Regions from separate parts of the Muntiacus reevesi genome. Here regions 2 and 3 are each linked to region 1. The links are chromatin contacts, called in public Hi-C maps. All regions are on one chromosome and are shown on one strand. The core of a region is the stretch at or near the end of the contact, and the rest is flanking DNA. Distances in the headings are between cores, read along the strand shown. Region 1 holds the start of CCR5 (C-C motif chemokine receptor 5). Region 2 holds the start of CXCR6 (C-X-C motif chemokine receptor 6). Region 3 holds the start of XCR1 (X-C motif chemokine receptor 1).

What was found. A called contact is a pair of places that touch in the nucleus more often than the background predicts.
Region 2: a contact with region 1 is called in a Hi-C map of blood, with 7 times the contacts expected there. The contact joins the promoter of CXCR6 here to the promoter of CCR5 in region 1. A contact is called at or near these places in 2 of 3 Hi-C or Micro-C datasets (blood and muscle).
Region 3: a Hi-C map of blood shows a contact between it and region 1, with 4 times the contacts expected there. The contact joins the promoter of XCR1 here to the promoter of CCR5 in region 1. A contact is called at or near these places in 2 of 3 Hi-C or Micro-C datasets (blood and muscle).

What each region holds. Positions count from the first base shown.
Region 1 is chr4:110,927,547-110,931,870 of mMunRee1.1, forward strand. It overlaps CCR5 (C-C motif chemokine receptor 5), which reads right to left and starts at 2,162. Exons shown (of 2, transcript XM_065935397.1): 1 at 2,089-2,162; 2 at 1-390. The coding sequence starts at 379.
Region 2 is chr4:111,263,820-111,268,143 of mMunRee1.1, forward strand. CXCR6 (C-X-C motif chemokine receptor 6) reads right to left here and starts at 1,792. Exons shown (of 2, transcript XM_065935407.1): 1 at 1,707-1,792. The region is part of intron 14 of FYCO1 (FYVE and coiled-coil domain autophagy adaptor 1); the gene reads left to right.
Region 3 is chr4:111,185,283-111,189,606 of mMunRee1.1, forward strand. It overlaps XCR1 (X-C motif chemokine receptor 1), which reads left to right and starts at 2,179. Exons shown (of 2, transcript XM_065935405.1): 1 at 2,179-2,319. It also overlaps the pseudogene LOC136167490.

The DNA.
Region 1 (4,324 bases), core at 912-3,411:
ACCTATCGATTGTCAAGAGGATGATGAAGAAGATTCCACCAAAATAACCAATGAAATAGAACCCTGTGAATAGCTGGCACATTGTATTTCCAAAGACCCACTGGTCTGCAGCATAGTGAGCCCAGAATGGGACAGTGATGATGAACAGTAGGTCAGAGATGGCCAAGTTGAGCAGGTAGATGTCAGTCATGCTCTTCAGCTTTTTGCAGTTTATCAGGATGAGGAACACCAGCGTGTTACCCACAAAACCAAAGATGAACACCAGCGAGTAGAGTGGGGGCAGGAGCCGGGCTGCAACCTGCCTCACGTTGAGTTTTTGGCATGGCTCTGACATCCCATAATCAATGTCATAGGTGGGAGTTGATGTTTGATAATCCATTTTGCTTGACTCTGTAAATAAAGAAGAGCTGTTTTATAAAGTCCTAGAATGTCCTTAGCAGTCCGTCATGAATGCAATACTTCAGTAGGTTTTAAAAATTGATGCATAGATTTCTACATTTAACTGAAGTACCTTTTTTGGTCAAACAATGAACTTTTTATATCAGTTTGGTGCTAGCTTCTCTGCGCTGGGTTTCTGTGGTGGCTCAGATGGTTAAGAATCTGCCTGCAATGCTGGAGACCTGGGTTCGATCCCTGGGTTGGGAAGATCCCCTGGAGGAGGAAATGGCAACCCACTCTAGTATTTCCATGGTTAGAGGAGCCTGGCAGGCTACAATCCATGAGGTCATATGAGTCAGACATGACTGAGCGACTGACACTGTCTGCTTACTAGATGGAACACATCAGTCATCTCACCAAATAAAATCGGATGTTGCGTAGCCACGTGGAGTGAATGAAGCTGTGATAACAATGTCCAGAAATTGGGTCAGGAACTGTCCAACCATGTCTGTTCTTAAGCTGTCATCCCTGGAGTTAGCTTACACATAGCATCATTAGGAGCTTGCTGGTGATAATGAACAGTTCTCAAGGGCACTCTGCCTGCCAAGCACTGTTCTAAGCTTCATTCATTCAGTTAATCCTCAAGGTGACTCAGTGAGGCAGGTCAGGTTTATTGTCCCCGTTTTGCAAATAAGAACCTCAGAGCACAGAGAAGATGAATAACTTCCCCAAAGACCCACAGGGAGTAAGCAACTAATTTTGAAGGCAGGCAGTGCAGCCTGCAACTCTTAACTGCTATGGTCCCTGTCTTTCACTCCTTGGTGAGAGAACTACAAGCAGGATTGTCAGCCTGGAGCATTGATATAGTCAGAATGAAACAGTCTGATGCCCACGTCCCTGGAGAAGGTCATAGGAGCCAGCAGCCAGTTGTGAAATCCTGCTTGCCATTCTCACATTTTCTCTGAAGTTTGTAGTTTCTGAGCTGCTATGATTAAGGACGGCCTCCCCCAGTACATAAGAAATGGTCAAGTGGACAGTGTTTCATCTCCTCGCATGCATCCTGTGTTAGCTTAGTTCCTTCACAACCCACTAACTTGCCTGGTCTGTTTAGGTCCCACCGCTTGACTGAGAATTTTCTTTAATTAGTCCCTGTGAGACTCCAGCTCCCAGTACCTCAGATTAAGCAGCTGGGAAAAGCACACAGAAAAATCTCACCTTTAAATTCTGAGCCAGAAAAAGAATCATACACTAGATGTGCTATGAAAATTGATTTGATATTTATAACTTGTTATTAATTTGATCAATTTTCAGGCTTCCTTCTTTTCTTGGCAGAAATAAAAGGAGACTTAGACACAGCTTCTGGTGGGGCACATGTTCAGAGGGCATCCTGCTGAGGAGGTTTTACTTCTCCTCACCAAAAGATAATGTCTGTCAAAGTTTTGGCCAGTGATTATTCTCTGAAAGTATCTTTCTTTTGAAAAGTGAGGGCTTTTTATAGTCTTTCATTCATAATCCTGTTTTGTATCTTTGATGTTATCACAGTCTGAAACTGATTCTAAACTCTTTTTCCTTACTTAAAGATTATATTTTAAGATAGTTCAATGAGCACCTGGTATATTTCTGATGTTTTCTATGGTTTCCTGTAAAGGCTTTTACTCATCACTCAAGCTGCACTAAGAAATAGGCAAAGTTAGCTGAGAGATGACTTACCGGGAGAGATTCTCGTAGGGGAACGGATGTCTCAACTCCTCTGACCAGCTGAGCTGTGCAAATCAAACATATAGACAGCATAAAAGTAGGAAATGCACAGTTTCTTCTGAGTTGGGGGCGGAGTTTCACTGAATAATTATCTGGCTGTGCAAAAAAAATCATCAGAGAACAGCCTTCTTTTTTTTCTTAAATTGAGCTTAAAATAGACTAGAAAATAGATCTCTAATCTGAAACTTTATTCATGGGTTTCCCTGATTATGCAATTTCTTTTTGCTTCTCAGTTCACCCAACTACCCAAATGGTTAGAAAAAAGAAGGAATTAAAGGATATTAGAACTGTAAGAACATTCATGAGCATCTAGTCAAAGGGCCACATGTTTTACTGAAAGAAACTGCTGTCCAAGAGGCAAATGATTTGTACTAGACTGCAGGGCTTATCAATGGGGAGGCTCCAAGGGTGAGAGATTCTGACCCACTTGCTATTTGTCTTCACGGAAGCCAGCTGAAACTGACTTTAAAGTGGGGGGAACATCTCGCATTAACCCTGTGATCCCTCTTAAACCTGGGCTTCCCAGTTGGCTCAGTGATGAAGAACCTGCTTGCTGATGCAGGAGATGTGGGTTTCATCCCTGGGTTGGAAAGATCCCTGGAGGAGGAAATGGCAAGCCGCTTCAGTATTCTTGCCTGAAAAATCCATGGATGGAGGAGCCTGGTGGGCTACATACAGTCCGTGGGTTTGCAAGAAATCTGATACAACTGATGGACTGAACATGCACGCCCCCCACTTTGTTCACTTCCCCACTACCCCCTCTTTCCTCCCACAACTCACACACATACATTCACCACCCAATACTATTTTCCTCTGCAAACTACAATAACTGGTTGCTTAAGGGTTTTTACTGTATATTCACCCGTGAGCTAAACATGTTGCCCATCTTTCTCCAGCTCAAGTACCTTGGGGGCACATCATTATGAAACTTTAGCCTCCTCATCCACTATTTTGCAGCCCTCCAAGGCAGCAGGTATTTGTGGGTAGCTGTCCTATGCCAGGGACATAGGTAGCAGAGCCTCACACTCCAAGGATACAGTCTGTCTGGAATTTCTTTGAGAGTTTTTCAGCATGAAACAGGCAGCAAGTGGCAGAAGAAAAGGGTCAAGTTTAGGATTCTATTTCAATATCTGCAGTCACCCCAGGCTTCCTTGGTGGTTGGTTACTTATCTAAAAACCTCAATTGTTGACAGCAGAACTGAGAACATAGAACAGAACTGAGAGCCAGCCCTGAGCCACAGGAGGGCCCTCTGCGTGCTTTTGTTTCCTCCGCCACAGGCTAAGAAACACACGCCAACACAGACTTGTGATCTGAGAAGACCCCAAACCTGTTGAAGTGGCCTCTGCAGTCAATTGCCTGAACTCAAAGCCTGACCCTACCCTCAGCTTTCTCATTTGTGGAATGGGCTGAATAATGGTGGTTGCTCCTTGGGCTTGTTGGGAGGATTGCTTGAGACATCCAAGTTGAGAATGCAACATATAATATACTCAAAAAACCATCAGACTCGTACTCATTCAGTGATCCTTTCTTAGATTTATTATATAAAATTCTAATAGAATTGGTTTCCTGGGGCCCTTGTCAGCAAAGCAGAGGCTGAAAGGGAGAAGCTAATGGCTGGTGCTACAGGGTAGGGGGATGTGGCTGCTGGGGAAAGCCAGAAAGGGACAGAAAGGACCAGCCACTGGCAAGCACAGCCAGGGCAATGAGTCATGGAAAAATGTTCACGTTCATGCTCTATGTGGGTTCAAGAGACAGCAGTTGAGAACTGGACTCCAGTCACCAGGCTGGGCTTAATCCTCAGCTTTACTCTTTACCGCTTGATTTGTACAAGTTACTGAAACTCTCCAGATCTTAGTTTTCTTATCTGTAAAACGGGGGCCAAAAAAAAACCCCAATCACAAATGTACTTGACAGATCTGTGGTCAAGGTCAAACGACGGAACAAGTGTAGAGCCTGTTGTTGGTACCGGCTCTCTGTGGGCTAGTTAAGTGGTGACGTACAAAGTATGCTTGAGAAAGCATTTACAAAATGGGTAGCAAATAAATTAATACAAAATTTCACAGGAAACAGGGAATATAATTTGAAGAGACCCTTGTGTGTTCACTGGTATTACACTGTGTAGAACTCTTGGTTGCTGCAGGACAAACATCATGTTTCTGTGTGTGGCTTTGGTTGCTTTGTCCTTCA
Region 2 (4,324 bases), core at 542-3,041, 340 kb after region 1:
GGCAGAATATCAACCGGCCAGATAAGAGGGTGTAAGAGAGATGATTTCTCCTTTCTGGTATCCTCAGAGACTTGGCTTTTCCCCATGCTGGGTCCTGGCTAGAAGGGATGCCCACCCTAGTGCACTTTGGTTGTTCGTGGGGTCAAAGCACCCTCTTGCTCCAAGAAAGGACCTTGCCTTTGGGCCAAGACTGCTCAGTGATAAGTCCCTCCTCCTGGACTACAGACTGTTGGCACTCGAAGAGGGAAAGGTCAGCCCGTAGGCTTTCTGCCCCACCATCTCTGGGCTGCTAAGTTAAGTGGGTCAAACGATGGTGTGTATGTGTTACTGCTTCACATGGGGGCAAAAGCATATTTATCATTTAGAACGTGATGTTGAAAGTAATGTCACATCTCCATTATTGCTTGACTTACTCTTCCCTTTTAAAAATACATTACACTGGCATTGCAGTTTCCTCAGAGGACCCCTGCAAATTCATTTGTAACAGTTGGTAAACTTAAACAGTATTTAACAGATTGGGACTGCATGGTTGTGTGCAGATAGAGTATTAAAAATTACTTTCCCTTCTAGAAATGTTAAAAGCACTCATTTCTTTATTTTCTCTAACCAAAGTCCTAGGTTGATTTGTGAAAATTAAAAAAATAATAATATATCCAACTTTGGAAATAGTAAATATTTTATAATGAATAAGCAAAATATAATTTAGGAATGAGATAGAATATGACTGAAACATTTAGGAAGCACTCTTGACTTTGGAAAATGCAGGGCATTAAAATTTTTTTTTATTGGAGCATACTTGATTTACTGTGCCGTGTTGGTTTCAGCCATACAGCGAAGTGTGTCAGTTACACATACGCGTATGTCCACTCTCTTTTTCTGAGATTCTTTCCCCATGCAGGCCATTACAGGGTATTGAGTAGAGTTCCCTGTGCTATGCAGCTATATAGTAGTGTGTATATGTAATCCCAGTCTCCCAATTCCTGCCCCCCCAAAATACATTTCAGTTGCTCAAAACAATGTAAGCACAAAGCAGACATGCAAAATACTATTGGCTGTCACTATTACAATGAACAGATGACAGTGAATGTGGAATTGATCATGATCTCAACTGTCTTTGATCAGAAACCCCTTTGAGAGTCTCATAAAAGCTGCACAGCATTTCCCTCAGTGATGATGCACATACATGCCTGCAGTTGTGGGGATTCATGAACTCTAAATCCCTCTGTTCCATATTCTATGGACCTTGTTTAAGAACCTATGATAAGCTCTATGGTTTTGGCAAAAATTTTTTTTAAAACATACAAAAATTACATTTTATCAGCAGTTCACCCCTGACTAGTAGAATTAGTAGTGACTTATTTCCCCTCCTCCTTTAAAATTTTCTGTATTTGCAAAAGCTGTTACAGTTGTGTATTGATGTACGTGGGTAAAAGAAAGTAAACCATAAGCTAAGATAACAACGGTCCTATAAAATGGGAAAGAAACAAAAAAAAAAAAGGGAAAAGAGATTAGTCAGTGAACAAACATGGGTAGCTAGCCTGCACTAGCCCTCTGGCAACAAGTGGCTGAGCTGAAGTTTGAGCCAAGAGCTCAAACCAAACCTGGGCACTTGATACTGTACCACGCTGCAGGCAGGACTCTGAGAATCCCCCCAAAATGTGGGTTAGCCCCTCTTTTAAGCATAAAGAAAAAGATAAATGACTCACCGGTAGAGCTGCTCTTTCAGTTTGTTAATCAGACAAGTTTGCTCACAGCAGCAAGGTCTGCCTTTGTCTCTAATGTGGTCTGGGTTTCCGTTGAGTACTTGTGAAGAGTCCTCAGTTGGCGATGATAGGAGACCCAGCCCTCCCCCATCTTGCAGGTCAGAATCCACATGACCCAGCCTGCACCCGTATAATTTGGGAGTCAAAGAGATGAAGCAGTAGCTCCAATGCTATTCAACACCCGCATCCTGGCGGGCGTCTTACCCTTTGACCAGGATCTGAGAGGGTTTCCATTTGTAAGCGGAAGGGGAGCCATGCTCAGGTCTGACACTGGTAGTCCACTGAAGGAGGAGGCATTTATACCCTAAAATTATATCATTCACTAGTCGTATGTTCCTTTGGAGCAGTTTAGGTCTGGACCGATGCAAAGTTGATGCTATGGCCTGGGTTCTGTGTGTGTGTGCACCTCCAACATACATGACAGCCCTGATCCCCATAGCAACCCTGCCAGTAGGTATTATCCCATTTTATAGATGGGAATACAGAGGACCATAGCCAGAGAACAACCCTCGCGGACTCACAGCCAACTACTACCACTTCCAGGATGCGAGCCCAGGTGTCTATCATCGCCAGGCCAGTGGGCCAGATAGCTTCTAGTGATGGGTCTGCCAGAGGACCCAATGCAGCCCTGCCTCCTAAACCCACCCCACTCAGGTGGTGCTCACCGCCCTGCTTCTCATGGCTAGGATCACCAGTGAACAGGCTGAACCAAATCCTGAAGTGCCCGTCTCTCTCAACAAAACATCCCTTCACAGGGAGCCAGCCTCACATTTTGGAGTCTTTGAGCTTTGAGAGATGGGTTCTTCCCAGCAACAAGCCAACCGTGTCCCTTAGGCCCAGTTCACAGGGTGATGACGGAAGGGCCTGAACCTTGTCAAGCACGCTGACTTGGCTGTGCTTGTCCCCCTCAGCATGTCCTGCCTGCAGAAAAACAGCCCGGTGCCCTCCGTGACCGCGTATGTGCTTGAGAGGGAGGAGAGATGTGTATCTCAGAGGGAGCATGACTGTACTTGTCATAAGCATTCTCCAGTGGAAAGTTCTCCAGTGGAAAACTCACAACTAAATTAGAACCCCTCCCAGTTTGAGGGCCAGAATTTTATTTCTGTTGTCTTCCAATTTGGAGTATCGGTTGCTTTTCTTTGAAACAAAACTGAACTTCTTGACGGCAAGTACCCAATCATATGTCTTGGGTTTTCCCCAGAACATGCAAACAGTTCCTGAACAGAATTGGGGAAGAATAAAAGGGCCATGGCAGCTGTGCCCCCCACAGGTTCTCTTGGGGTCAGACTCAACCCATTCCCTTTTTCTGAATGCCTGACATTCTGGAGCCAGAGCCCTGGTTCCGGCGGCAGCTCTGGGACCAGGGCTGGGGCAGTAGCTGCTGGGAGAGGAGTACCTGCCAGGCGGTGGTAGGTGGTGAGGGCTATGGAAGATGAGTGGAAAGACCCTCAGAAAAGCAGCCTAACCAGAGGACAGCAGGCAGCGGATCAGTTGTGAGAACAGGGATGTGGGTCTGCGTGTTTCGGTCAGCCCATAGTTACCAAGTAATCAGACATCAAAACCAGAGCGCCCTTCTTCACTTGGTTTTGTAGCAAAAAGGAAGCCAAAACCAAAAGAAAAACTAGTAAGAATTTAATAGTCAAGTAAAATGCGCCCGAGCCCCACAGTGAATGTGGCCCACCGTGTGGCGTAGCCTCTCCTTCCAGACCCGAGCTGTTGAGCAGAGCCTTCAGGAATGATGTGCGTGCCCTGTGTTCAAGTGTCCGGCACGCAAGTGTAGGTATCAGGCACTTGGAATGTGGCCCCCGCAACCATGGAGCCAAGCTTTGAGTTTTGTTTTAATTCTGATGAACTTCAATTTAAGCGGCCACACGAGTCCAATGGTACTGTACTGTACTGGGCAGAGCAACTGTAAAGCAGAGACCTCTCCAGTCTACAGGAGGCCCCGTGTAACGGGCCGAGCAGCACTCCTAACTGCTGGCCTGGCGTGGCGAGGGGTGGGTGGGCCCTCTGAGGAAGGCTGTCAGCAGGACACGCAGGCCAGGAGGCTCTCTAGGCTCCATGCCTTCCTCAGACAACCTGAGCGGCCAGCAGTCTGCTCCCCGGGCAGTTGGCAGGATTGAAGTTATAGAAGCAAGTAAGGGGCAGAGGCGTTTTGATTTGTGACAGGAAAATACCGTAGATCCCAGCTGCAGATACTAAGCTGGAGAGCGCCCCACTGTGACCCCTCGTCCAGGCAGGCGTGGACCCTGGACCACCTTGCTGGGGACTTCCGCGGCGTCCTTGCCCGTGGTCCCCAGTTCATTCTTGCTTGCTTCTGAAGTGGAGCAAACCTTGTTCATGTTCTTGAGGACATTAGGGACAGAAAACCACGTTAGCTGTATGCAAGGCAGGTGCCCAGGCCAAATGTGGCAGGGGTGGGCAAGGTGACAGATATACGCGCCTCGGTACAGGTTCCGCTTGACTGACCACAGGCTCAGGGACGGAAGCTCAGATGGACAGGACAGGGTGATGTGCCATCACCCACAAGAGGCCACCACAGCTAGCAGTCGGCTGCCACG
Region 3 (4,324 bases), core at 929-3,428, 260 kb after region 1:
TCTTTAAAAATTATGAGACTGACACGCTACCTACTGCGCTAACAAGGCACCTGCCTCTTTATAAATTAGTGCTACTTGTTCATTTTACAGTGAGATTAAGCCTTCACGTGTGTTAACTCAGATGTGAGTCAGTTCTTGGTGGTTCAGAAGTTTACATGATTTCGGATGTCATTAATTTGCTTCACCATTTCTCTTATGTGCTCACCCTTCTCCTTCAGGATGGACTGAATGCATTTTCGCTGGTAGGCTCTGAGAGTAATGGTGGGCTTTTGAGGACTCAGTACCTTTTCCATCTTTTGTGGTTGATAGTCTTTTTTCATAGTAACCCATTTGATGGCATTGCCCAAATGTTGAAGTTGATCAGGTATCAGCTATAATTCTTTCTTCATGTCTCTCTCACTGTTAGAGAGAAGTGAGAGCTGAGACTGAAAACTGTGAAGTACTTTTTTCATCCTGTTCATGATGTCTTCTTGTTTTTCCTTGGCATCCTCGTATTTGTCAGCTAAGTGCTCATCCAATTCCCGTAGACTTTTCTTCTCCTCTAGACAATAATTGAGATCTTTTAATTGTTTCTTTTTTGGTCACATAACAATTTGACCCTCCACTGAATCTCCTCCTTTGCCAGGTCCTGTTTAAGAATGTAGTATTACATTCTGAGTGGCTCTGCTGATGAGCTAAAGACATTCTTTGGGAGGAAGAGCTGTATCTTTTTCAGATGATTTAAAAAATGCTGGATTTGCAACACTATGTTGCAAAATGCTTCTAATATGCTTTTCAAAGGAATCCGGGGTTTCAACCAGAATATGTACGGAGGGGAGACTCTGCTACTTCAACATTCTCTCGGGTACAAAGCCGGGGAGGAGACGCTGGATGGACTGTGCTTAGTAAAGGCCTGATGAGGTATTCATAGGTACTGGTGATGCAGATCATTGTTGGCCCCAGGATGTCAGGGATGATCCAGAATCCGCGAAAAGGAGCTGGCTGACTGCATGGCAGTGGCTTCCTACAAAGAATGTGTTCTACAAAGCACTTCTGTTCTGCAGCCAGTTCCTGTAAACTGTCCCTGTCTTCTTCATCTGATCCAAGAAACTTGTGAAGTTTATGAATCCAAGGTAGCCCAACACTATGTACACCAGCTTCATGAGTACAGTGGTATCTTGAGGGACACTTGGGATCTCTGTGAAGTTTGACTGGACAAGAAAAGTCAGAATCAAAGGGCTCACCCTCTGCGGATGCCAGTTTCAGAGCAAGTTCCAACTCAACACACTCAAATGCATACAGTGACGGAATGAGGTCAGCCCTGGAATCCCAGGACTTTTCTGAGGTTTGGTCATCTTCTTCTTACCCCTCCAGCACAACGCAGAGATGAAACATTCCTGACGCAGTAGTAATCACCAGGTTGTTGGCGACACATGGTAAGCAGAGCCCAGCACAAGCACCGTAGCCATAGTTCTCTTCATTAGCAGGATGCATGGGCAACGGGCCCAATAGCTTACCCACAGCCCCAGGGCTGTGCGACAGACTAACATGGGTAAGGAAAGTCTCCTCATTCTCACATAAGATGTACAGGGAGGAAGCCGCTGCTTCTTCTTTGCCTTTTTATCCAACTATGTGCTTCGGGACTGCTGACAGTGGCCCAAAGTCAAATGCAAGTGCCGTCTCTCCCAGAGAAGCGGTGTAGGCCCTTCCTTTGTTGAGTATGAGGCTTTCCCCTTCTGCTTCTGAAGGTCGGATGGCCGTAGTCGGTGTCTGGGGTCACGCAAAGGATAAATTCTTACTACGTTGTCTGACGTTAACGGCGCCACGTGGGGATCTAGCCACTCTCTCGGATACCAGGCAGCGTGCTTCGGCGTCGGAGAGGCTGACCTGGTGAAAAATCTCTCAGCGACGGGAGTCGTGCTACAATTCACTGCTGATTTTCCACCTTCCAACTCAGAACTCTTTCCCCATCTTTTAGGTAATCCTAATATCATGAGTCCTTTTATTCCTGTAAGTGCTACATGATGTTGTGCTAGGCTTAACAAGGCTTGATAGATTTCAAACGGGTGGATTTATGCAAAGCCGTCTGTGGTACTGGGAGAGGGAGGGCTTCTCACTGGCGCCGCTGGGGCCCCGAAGGCGCGCGACTAAGAAGGAGCTGTCTTCTGCGTCCCACAGAGAGAGCTCTCCGCCAGGCCCAAGCCCAGGTTTCTCGTCAACAACCGAGGAGGCAGCGGCGGCGACGAAGGCAATGATGAAGCCGGCTTCTCAGTTTCAGCGGAGCTCTGATTTTTCCGTCCCCCTCGGAGCCGCAAGAACACGGCGTGGCTGGGCGGCCAGGTATGCACAGCTCACCGCCCCCCGGGGCCGCCGGGGCGCCGCCATCTTGAGCCCTCGGCTCTCCGCGCGGGTGAGCGCAGCTAGTCCGCTTCCGGCCGTCCGCTGCCTCAGCGCGTCTCTCATTTGTTCGTCTTTCTAGAGGCATATCACTTTTATTGATCTTTTCAAGAACTTACTTTTTTTGTTTCGTCTCTCTGTTGGTTGTATGTTTGCCGTTTTATCAGTTCTCTTCATTTTTTCTATCCTTCTACTTGAGTTTATTTTGCGTCTCTTTCTCTAGGTTCTTAAGTTCTTAGATTATTTATGTGAGATATTTTCTCTTTCCTAATGTAAACATTTAATGCTAAAAATTTCCCTCTCGGTGCTGCTTTTAACTGTGTCCCACAAAATTTGATGTTGTGTGTTCATTTTTATCCCATTCATCTTTTTTTTTAATTCCTCTTGAGTCCTCTTTGATCCTTGGATTATTGAAAAGGGTGCTCTTTATTTTCTGGTAATTCACTTGTTGAAGATTTCTAGGCACAGTATGTGGGTTTACTATTTTTAATTATATTATCTTCAACTGTTGATCACATAGTGAGGATGGGTTGAAAGGAGACCCATCTTTATCATTGAGGGAGCCCAGAACTTTGTCCGCTAAGTTGTGTTGATATGGAAATCTATATGAACCACCCCACCATATACACACAGGGGCAGACAATCACACATATGCAAGCACACACACATGCCCATGGCATACATATACCCACACCTAATCAGTGGAGCTCAAATTCTCATTTTCAAAAAACAAAGCTAATGGCAGGGACCATGATAAAACAACAACAACAACAACAACAAAAAAAAAAAAACCAGGAAAAGGAAGCTGTTTAGGAAGAAAAAAAAAAGCACCAAATCAGCATCATATCTCTGAAAAAATTAGGTCAAACCAGAAACCTCTAGCGGAAATAGAGGTATTTCAGGTTCTGGGTTGCCTGTACACAAGCTGAATTTCTTTTATGTTGGCAGCACCTGCCTTTTTAGTCAGTCTCTTCGCCCCTCCCCACCACCACTGCCCCCATCACAACAAGGCCAGTCCAACAAATTCTGCTTCGGAAAATCGAAAGGAAAGAAGACATTATACTGACTACAACAATGGAATGGAAATTCCAGGAACTAAAGATTAAGGATAGAGAGAGCTGTGTCCTGCAAACCATTTCAATGTCTGAGCAATAATAATGCCCCTCTCAAATGACATGTAGTGAAAACTATATGTATATTGTATTTGTATTTATATGTAATATATATAAGTATGTTCATTCCCCATCTGATAACTATTTCTGTCCTGCAGGTTGTTTTAATTTTCATTTCTTACATTTCAATCTATCTAAAAATTTACATGGTTGTAGCTTTATAATACACTGATATATCTGGCAGTGTCTCAGGTCCCTCAGCAGCTAAACTGTGAAACTGAATCTTTGAGCAGGCTGTTAGTTCCAAAGGTCCAGTGGGGAAGGCAGATCCACCGCCCCATATAAACTAAGCGCACTGAGTCAGTTTAGACCAGGGTTTTTCAACCTCGACACAATAGCTATCTTGTTAATTTTCTTTTGTAGGAGTTTGTTCTGTTTGTCAGCATCCCTGGCCTCTACCTGCTAGATGTCAGTAGCTTCCCCAAGCTGTGATGAGCAAAAATGGCCCCCAGACATCACAAAATTGCCCCCAGTAAAAAGCTGCTTGTTTAGACATGTTTCCTTATTTCCTGCCCTCAGTGCTGCACAAAGCTGTGATACTTGATACCATAGCGGGTATCCTGCAGGCATGAGGAATGATATTACAGAGGCATTGAGGCTAGTACCTGAGGTAGAAGGGGCCATGGTTTTTGATGATGTTGCCAGATTACTGCACCAACCCTAGCATTACCTCCCTATGGGAAATTGACAGCTTCCACCACTTACACCTCTTTGGTCTTGTGTTTTGTCACTTACAGCCAAGACCATCCTAGTGAATCCACTGCTTACTTACTCCA